Regions from separate parts of the Zea mays genome. Here region 2 is linked to region 1. A link is a contact called in public Hi-C data. All regions are on one chromosome and are shown on one strand. Each heading gives the region's core, a stretch centred on a gene start, on an enhancer-like site or on the middle of the called end of the contact. The rest is flanking DNA. Distances are from core to core; before and after follow the strand shown.

Region 1 (4,509 bases), core at 1,390-3,889:
TGCATCTGAACTTCCTCATCAATTGCCAGGAAGAGGGGGAAATGAACGAAGAGAGACGTGATGCCATGCTTCTCTGCAAACTTAAGCGAGTGGTAATAGACATAGTTGCACACAAATCGACCAGCGTCATCTGAAGGCATCACATCATATCCCATTTGCTGGAGAGACTTGCTTATTTCCTTCAGTGGCAGTGTGGTCTGCTTGATCATGAAAAGAAACGTAGTTCAGCTGATGCACATGATAAGATAACTAACAGGTAGCAGGAAACAGAGTTGTGCAAACAATCATTGATGTAGAAGCTGGAGAGATCAATGATCCGAAGATGAACATGTACGTACAGTGGATAACGAGAGTGGTGCATTGAAGTGATAGCTCTAGGTTTAACAAAGGGAAATCAATACTTTGCTTGCACTCTTGGAAATGAAAAGAATGCAATCGACGGACAGTAGATTTATTAAAACAGAGACTATGTAGGACACCAAGTAAACAGCATAATGTGAAACGCTAGTTTTCCAAATGAAATGCTCATAATTATTTTTTGGAAACAATTGTTAAAATGTACCTGTCTTGCGTGTAAGATGTTTCCATCGGATGATATGATAGGCGTCCTCTGGAGTGTAAAGAAACCAAGAAGATATAATGACACAAAGAATTAACATGCTTGTACATGAGAGCAACCGTAAAATTATAGCAAACCTGTGGTTTCCATCCTAGCTCATCAGGGCAACGGAAAGTAGCTTCATTGACAGCTCGATTCTCAAGCGCAAACCTATGTGAACCACTGTTGGCGCCAAAATGGAGCTGAAAACGTTGCATAAACATAAATTGATTTGTTTAGATTAAATGAATATGAGCAACTAAAGCGAGTTTTATCATGACAAATTCAGGTGACGAAAACACTAGCACATGTTCCATGCAAAAAAAAAAAAGACTGAAGAACACAGTCGCCTATTCTCAACATTAAAGTATTAACCAGTTTCTCCAAACTATCTGGATTTCATACTTGCTCAGGTAATTCACTTCGTATGCTAACATATATGATCAGGTGAACGAAGTTAACAAAACTGCTTCTCCAAACTAGTTAATTTGGTCTGTACACTGATATATGATGTGGAGAAGCGCTACCCTACCAGAATCACTCGCTCCTGAGCCGGCATCCCACGTCCCCGGCCGGAGACGACGGTGGACTCCAGCAGTTGGTACAGTGGGCCAAGCGCGCCCTGCCCGGCGGCCTCGAGGACGGTGCAGCTCCCGAGCACCAGGCCCTTGGGCAGCCCTCTGGTGTCCATGAACGACGCGAGGTTGCGCACGATCTTCTCGGTGGGGTTGTCGGCGACTCCGTGGAACTTCTTGAACCCAGTGACGTGGACGGTGGTGGTGACGGGAGAAGGCCCCTCGGAAGTCGGAACCCATCTGTATGTATGTATGTGCAGTGTTGCGTTGAGCAGCAGAAGGTGACCTCTGCCTCTGCCTGATGAGAACCTGGAACCCTGGAGAGGGAGAGAGAGAGAGGTTGCTAATATCAGTAATTAAAAGCAGGTACTGCAGTGGGGAAAGCATGGACTGTGGCAACTGCCCAGCCCAGCACGAGCGCACTTTTTTTTTTCTTGGACCAGAGGCTGCTTATCCAGCACGAGTGCATTTACACACGTATAAAGACATTCGGCAAATATTTAATCATGCAAATGGGAGGCCGATCGCAGTCTTCGCAGATATAATGTAGTGTGGTCCTGTGCTGTATGTAATCGAACCAGTTGCGTGTATATATGATCAAACGGTAGGAAGAAGGCAAGCATTTTTTCTATGGATGGATGTGTGATGGGAAGGACGCCACGGAGCGGAGAAGCCATCCTGAAACCGACTGACGACGCAGACGTCTCCCGGCGGCCAGACCCAGAGTAGTATCGAAAATAATTAAGCTGGACAAGCAAGCTCGGTTGCAGAGCTCCGGGCTGCATCAGAGAATGGAAAGCTCGTCGAGGCCAACCAAGCCCGGAGTCAGTAACGTGCTCTATCAATACAGTGTTAAGGGGTGTTTGGTTTGTAGGGACTAATGTTTAGTCCCTTCATTTTATTTCTTTTTAGTCTATAAATTGCTAAATATAGAAACTAAAATAAAGTTTTAGTTTCTATATTTGACAATTTTGGAACTAAAATGAAATAAAATGTAGGGACTAAACATTAGTCCCTAGAAACCAAACACCTTCTTAGGCTATCTCTACAGTTTATCTATTTTCATACTTATATTTAAACTCCACTCTACGAACAGTCTACGTGCAAAATAATGTTTTTCGGTTACAGAGTGTAGTGTTTTTGGGTTAACTGACAAACCATCGTATATGGCGTCGATTAGAAGAACACAAGGGAGGAGTCCCAAATCCAGATTGAAACCAAAATTCCCCAGACGAGACCATTGGGGGAGAGAGCTGTCGACCCAAATTAAACAGACAACTGCTGCTGCTGGAGGAGGAGGAGGAGGAAAGGCGTTGCTCACCTCGGGAGAGGCAGCGGGGGCGGGTCCTGAGCGCGCGGCGCGGGGACGAATTGAAGCCGCTCCTCCTCCTGCCCTGAGCTGCCGGCGGTCTCGCGGGTTGGGGCGGGAGAGAGAAGCGGGCGGGCGGGCGGAACGGAAGAAGAGCGGCTTTTCTGACTCAAGTCCAGTGCTTACTTTACTGATGATAAAATAAGCGCGCGTCCACGTCACAGCCGGGTGGGGTGGCCCACGTGTCAGCGGGGTGGGTGGGGAGCCAGCTTAGCCGAGGAGAGGATATGGCACCACACGAGTACACGACAATCGAGTCATCGACAATCCAGTCATCGAGAGCGCCGTGCCGGAACCGGGACGCCAACCCAAGTCCGCGGCGCCGCGCGCGCCTTCAGTTTGCTTGGTTAGTTCCCGAAACCACATGGCACTCGTGCGGTTCCAGCTTCCCGGAGTGTATGCTCCGGATGCGGCGACATTCCTGCTCTGGCTGAGTGGTGAGATGAATGGTAGGTCCTCTGCTACTTGATGATGGCACGCTGCATGCACAGTGGCATCACCGTCACTAAAACGCACCATCCAAACTACGAATAAAATTCCCTGCAATTTATTTCTCATTTTTTACATTATCATGCACACGGTTCGTTTTCCATACATCCAAACATTCCTCGCCATTTTTTTCGTCGTCAGGAAACTCTAATAAACACCACAAACCTCGGGGCAGTTCATCTTCACCACCATGATTTCCAAAGTCACCCTAGTAGGAATTAAACACCTTATAGTATTGTACACCTGTTTATGCCAACAGACGAGAAGATCCTCCTCGCAGAAGGCCACAAGCGGCCAAGAAGCCCAGGCCTCTCTTCCTCGAATGCGTACTCTGATTCTCTGGTCGGACTATCCATTGTATTTGCACCTCTATCAGCACTTGTTGCCTCACCAGAGCCCCTTGCATCACCCGCATCCTTTCCACCCTCTGATTCTACACCAACTTCAGATATCTCTCCCGGCTTCTTGTCAAAGAGCCCTTTGAACTGCTTCCTCGCCTTCTTTTCAGCTTCCTGATTTACATATATTGCCATTTTGTTGTTAGCTCCAAAGCTTAAACGGTTTGGGTTAATGTTGCTCTCTTGCGTACCTGTTCCTTCTGCTTAAGTTTAAGGAGGGCAGCTGTAGCGTCCGGTTCTGATGACTTGTCAACGGTAATCATCTATAATACGAGAATGCAATCACGTGTAGATTAGACAAGGTGACGCATATTTAAACATGGCACTCGACTGACTCGAGCGTGGTGTTACCAACCTTCTCAAAATCATTCCTCGCATCATCAAATTCCCCGAGTAACATGTAGGACATTCCTTGGCGGTAAAGAGCTTTCGCATGCACAGGATTTGTGTCCAGCACCTGCTCGAGTAAATGAAAATATATTGCTAATTCAGCTTTAGCATCACATAACTTTGTTTTCAAACACCCAAAAAAAAAGCGCCACCGAGCAAACAAAAAGAATCGGTTAACAAGTTCACAAATGCATGTGTTACTGAATTGGTATAGCATGTGAAGGCACATATGCAACTTCTGCTAAATTCCAGTTCCAGGCATGTTATTTCATTCCAAAATAAGATATTTTACAACTAAAAATCCATATGAACATCAGGTATCCATGCCTCAACACCACAATCCTACTTTTGATACACGTATCAAGAAATTTCTTACCACCAAACCTAAACTAGATGGAAATGCATCACTTGAACAGAATCAATATTCCAAGAAAAACCTTACCTTATTGCATGTTTCAATGGATTTTCTGTATTCACCCATCTTCTGGTAGCAAAAAGCTACATTTAGATGTAGGGAATTCTACATATGTAACAGAAGAGAGAGTGAATAAATCGTTCAATACTGCTTACTGGACGAGGATGTGCAAGAAAATGGTCAGGTGACCCATGCATCAAAATGCTATGGTAAGAGAAAAATTGGAACCAAGTGTTAGCATCATACTCTTGAATTAGCAAAGATTTTTCCCTCTT
Region 2 (4,509 bases), core at 1,484-3,983, 260 kb before region 1:
CCTTCTGAGATAGTAAATGCAGACCAACTATTCGTTGGTAACCAACCTAGTGTTGGTAGACACCTAGAGGATATGGATTATCCTGTGAATGGAAGACATTCACAACCTAGCTCAGTGCGCACTATTGAGGCTAGGTTATCGGAAGCCCTTGATTCTCGTTTTGGGATTTCACGAGGAATCATAAGGGTACATAAAAAATGACTTTATGTCAACTGGAGAATTGTGTTATTTAAAAGCTACAAGTGTCGACACATACATCTCAGCAATTGTATATGCGCTCCAAGTGATCCAAAAGACTATGGCCATAGCAGAGCACGAGTATGCTCAAATTGGATCTTGTTGAGTGATACAATGTTGCAGAGATAGCCTTGCTCACCGGAAAGAAGTGTTAACTTATTTTCACTTCAAGGTATCTTACTGTGGATACAAGTTTGTTTTCATGGACTTGGAAACAATGAGGTGGTGAGAAAGCATGGCTAGTAGCAACTGGGTTTATACGCAAACCCAAGCATTATTTTAATGCTATAAATTCTCCTCTACTGTGAGTAGTTAAATTCCGATACAATAATATGGGCAGTAAATCATCTATCTGTGTAGTTGATAGATGTAGTGACAACATGTGCATATGTGGTCACTGGATTATAGTATTTATGGAGTTTTGAAGGATTCCAAATACATAATCACCAATCACAAATTTGCAATGCTTGGAAAGTCTTTGTGACTTAGAGCATCCTGGTCAAATATGGTACATTTGACCTAGTGAATCCTTCCTTCTGAAAGGATACACAAAGTATGGTATGTTCAGTGTAAATATGTGCAACATATTTTAAACATACATTACTTATCAACGGAGTTCGAGATAGAGGATATGAATTGAAAGAGATTTTCAATTCAAACTAAACTATCTTGAGTATCTTGGATACAAAGTTGTCTATATCCAACGTATATTGAAGAAATTCAATATAATGGAATCATAGTCATTTGATTCTTTCAGATCATGAGATGTGCTATTGTATCTTGCAAGAGCATCCGGCAGGATATTGCTTTGCAATGATTTGCTAGCTAACAGCACATGAGATCGAGTTATGATCTCCAGGTGTACTCATGCTCTCCTTATGTTTGGATATATTGATCTTGGATATCTATAGAAGATCCCCAGGTACAAGATCAAATGACATACTTCTGGTAAGTTGGACCTACTGTTTGATAAATGTTAATCAACAGAGATTAATGGTCACTTACACTAATCATTCTATAGTACACTTCGTGGGATTGTACAGAATGATATACTACATACAGAGGGTATGTGGTGGTCATGATTTTATATCAGTGACCTTATTATCTATGAAGATAATATTACTTTGTGTTGTTTAGATGAAAAACAAGTTACGAACTAAGTCTCTACTTACTCCACATTTTAGATGTGTTTGAGAGCAGGTATGGGATGACTTAGTGTTTTGTAAAGATCAGGGGGAGTTTCCCTCTTGATCGAAAGAACTTGTTTATACATCATGTTGTACTCTTTTCTTCGCATGAGTTTTTCCCTGCTTGGGTTTCTCATTCAAAGTTTTTAACGAGACAACATCAACACAAGGTCTATGTCGTATCATCTATTTTTCCCGTAGAGGTTTTCAAGGATGATACATTATGACATAGTTATTGTTGTATTTGAACTAGGATATGAGTTTATATCCCTAGAGTTCAAATGGATCAACAATAGAGTATGACTACTCTCCTTATTTTTCCCGTTGGGTTTTTAAGGAGACTCGGCTGATATGTTGATTTCTCAGATTTTCTGACTAGATTATCTTGGAGAAATATTAGCCTGAGTTATATGTCTCATCATTTATTTTCCCCACGGGGGTTTTTGCGATGATGGCTATAGACATATTATTGTTCTTTGGGCTAGAGGTCCATTGGAGAACAATGTCGTATTGTGGCTCAATTGAACCATTGACCATTATCCATAAGGATAATTGAGTTTGTGTTGTTCAGATGGAAACAGGAAAATAGAGATATGAATATCTTGCAAACAAAGTCATGTGATAATCTTGTTGATCTATTCACAAAATCTCTACCATACTCCACGTTTCAGAAATGTGTTGAGGGGATTGGTACGAGAAGACTTAAGTGCTTGCAAGAATCAGGGGGAGTAATTCTCCATGATATTTGACCTGTTTTGAACCATCATATTACACTCTTTTCTTTGTATGAGTTTTGCCTTATTGAGGTTTTCTCATCCAAAGTTTTTAACGAGGTAATATCAACTAAGCTATATGCTTCATCATTGATTTTCCCCACAGGGTTTTTTTTTACGAATGATGATTACAAGCATATTTTCTTTTGGAGTTCGTGTGAGATTATTCTCATTATCCAAAAGACATTGTGTACTCCTTATTTTTCCCACAGGGTTTTTGAGGAGATAAGATCTTGGAAGAACATCTGACAGATCATCAAATGAAGTTGGATTGATCAAGGGGGAGTGTTACAAAATATTATATATGTGATCAATCCAAGGGGTGCGACAGTTTTCCCAAGGGACACACCTCTTGGGATACACCCCTTCACTTGTATATAAATGTAATGATCTGTGGAATACAAACGACAGTCCTGTCATTTGTCGCTTCTCTCTGTCTCTCTCCACTGAGTTAGCCACTGAGTTATAATAACCACGACGTTAACAACGATATCTTGCCCTGCATCGCTTTCTTCGGCCGCGCTGTTTCGACATATTCCATTCTAAACCCCAGCTAATACGCCAGCCAGCCCAGGAGCCAAGCCCTAGGCCCTACTCACTGTGGACCCCAAATCCCCAACTGCTCCTCTTCCTCGTCGTCTTCCTCTCCGTCCCCGTCCCCGTCCCCCTCTCGGCCTCCCCCTCCACTAGCCCCAAATCCTCCGTCTCCTCCTGTCCCTCTCCGCATCCACCGGACCCCACCGGGAATGGCGGTTTGAGTAAGTTCCCGTACCAGGGTTCTTCGGTCTGGGAGGCCGAGGGGACACCGGGTCGGAGTGAGGGGCCGCCATGGCGAGCGACGTGCCCATGACCCCGGAGCTCGAGCAGATCGACGGAGAGATCCACGATATCTTCCGCGCCCTCCAGTGAGTTCATGACTTCCCTCCCTCGCCTCTGCTGCTTTTGGACTGCGCCCTGGAGAAGCGGCAGGCGCCCGACGGGTCAGCGGAGAGGTTGCCGCGCGCTTTCCACTTGCTCTGGGCCAAAGGATATTTTTTTTTTAAAAAAAGCGAATCGTTCGTGGCTGGAAGAGTAAAAGGTTTGCTACAACAGGGGGTAAATCCGCGTTACTGCGTTAGGATCTAGGAGCTTCAGCCAGGAGGACCACTGAAGCAACAACAAAATTGTGGGCCAAGCATATTAATTTTGGTGCCAAGACACTCATGGTCCTTCAAGATGGGTTTTACACTGCTAGTAATGTATTTAGAAGGCTGTTCCTGTTCCCTTGTTTGTCTAAGATGCATCTGACACTGCCAGTAATGTACATGGTGCACAGTTTCGTATTTGTAACGCTTCTAAGCATCCCTGCTGCATCAAGTGGTAATGCAAGTTTATTACTGCCTAATTTGTTGCCACCACTGTTCATACCTGAATCAGGTATTGGAATCGATATATCAGATTCTGCAGCTGCTGTATTGGTTTATCGTGTCTCCTTTTTTCACATAAGCCAAATTCATACCTATACAAGTTACATACATCAAAGTTGCAAAATATATAAAAAACGCTTTTGTAGGATTAGACCTATGCAGCACGAGCATGGATACGTGTATCTGTATCCAGTGGATACACATACATGTATTGGTATCAAGTGGATACAGATACGCAGATAGCATTTCCCCCAAATCACGATATGTCGATATGTTTTAGTGTTCTTTTAATAACTATAAATAGTTGTGCATATTAAAATAATAGAACCAGTGTTGCAGTAGCAGACAAAAGGAACATAGAACTACATTTCTTGCTCAAGTGTGGCAGGGGGAGGCTTGGTTCATGCAATTCAAGCTTCTTTTCCCTTTTCTTTGTTCTCTTGCAATATCAGCAGGCCTAGCGCTAGTGCTATGACTACGCACGTTTGTTGCTACCATCTACTCATGGTGGCTGGAAAAATCAAGAACTGAGGAGACTATCGGGGAGACAGGTAGAGCCGAAGGGGAACGGAGAAGACCTAGGTCGAGAACAGGATGACTAGTTCGAGAATATGAAGACTAGGTTGGGAATGGAAAGACCAAATAAGAATAAACTCACAGGTGGCTGTGGCGTGGTGAAGTCATCACGGCTTGCGGGTATGGTCATGGTGCAGTGGGGGAGTTTTGTCGCTATCAGGGGAGTGGGAACTTGTTGCTACCATCTACTCATGGTGGCTGGAAAAATCAAGAACTGAGGAGACTATCGGGGAGACAGGTAGAGCCGAAGGGGAACGGAGAAGACCTAGGTCGAGAACAGGATGACTAGTTCGATAATATGAAGACTAGGTTGGGAATGGAAAGACCAAA

What was found. Hi-C and Micro-C count contacts between places; a contact is called where the count stands out from the background.
Region 2: a contact with region 1 is called in a Hi-C map of ear, with 2.7 times the contacts expected there. The contact joins the promoter of LOC100273395 here to the promoter of LOC100281916 in region 1. A contact is called at or near these places in 3 of 25 Hi-C or Micro-C datasets (ear, tassel and an unstated tissue).

What each region holds. Positions count from the first base shown.
Region 1 is chr1:63,768,398-63,772,906 of Zm-B73-REFERENCE-NAM-5.0, reverse strand. LOC100281916 reads right to left here and starts at 2,639. Exons shown (of 6, transcript NM_001154835.2): 1 at 2,495-2,639; 2 at 1,403-1,490; 3 at 1,131-1,401; 4 at 697-801; 5 at 563-610; 6 at 1-197. The coding sequence starts at 1,413. LOC103635345 reads right to left here. Exons shown (of 20, transcript XM_035963923.1): 16 at 4,481-4,509; 17 at 4,262-4,339; 18 at 3,785-3,886; 19 at 3,621-3,692; 20 at 3,065-3,543. The coding sequence ends at 3,259.
Region 2 is chr1:64,026,856-64,031,364 of Zm-B73-REFERENCE-NAM-5.0, reverse strand. LOC100273395 reads left to right here and starts at 2,733. Exons shown (of 10, transcript NM_001360245.1): 1 at 2,733-3,102. The coding sequence starts at 3,026.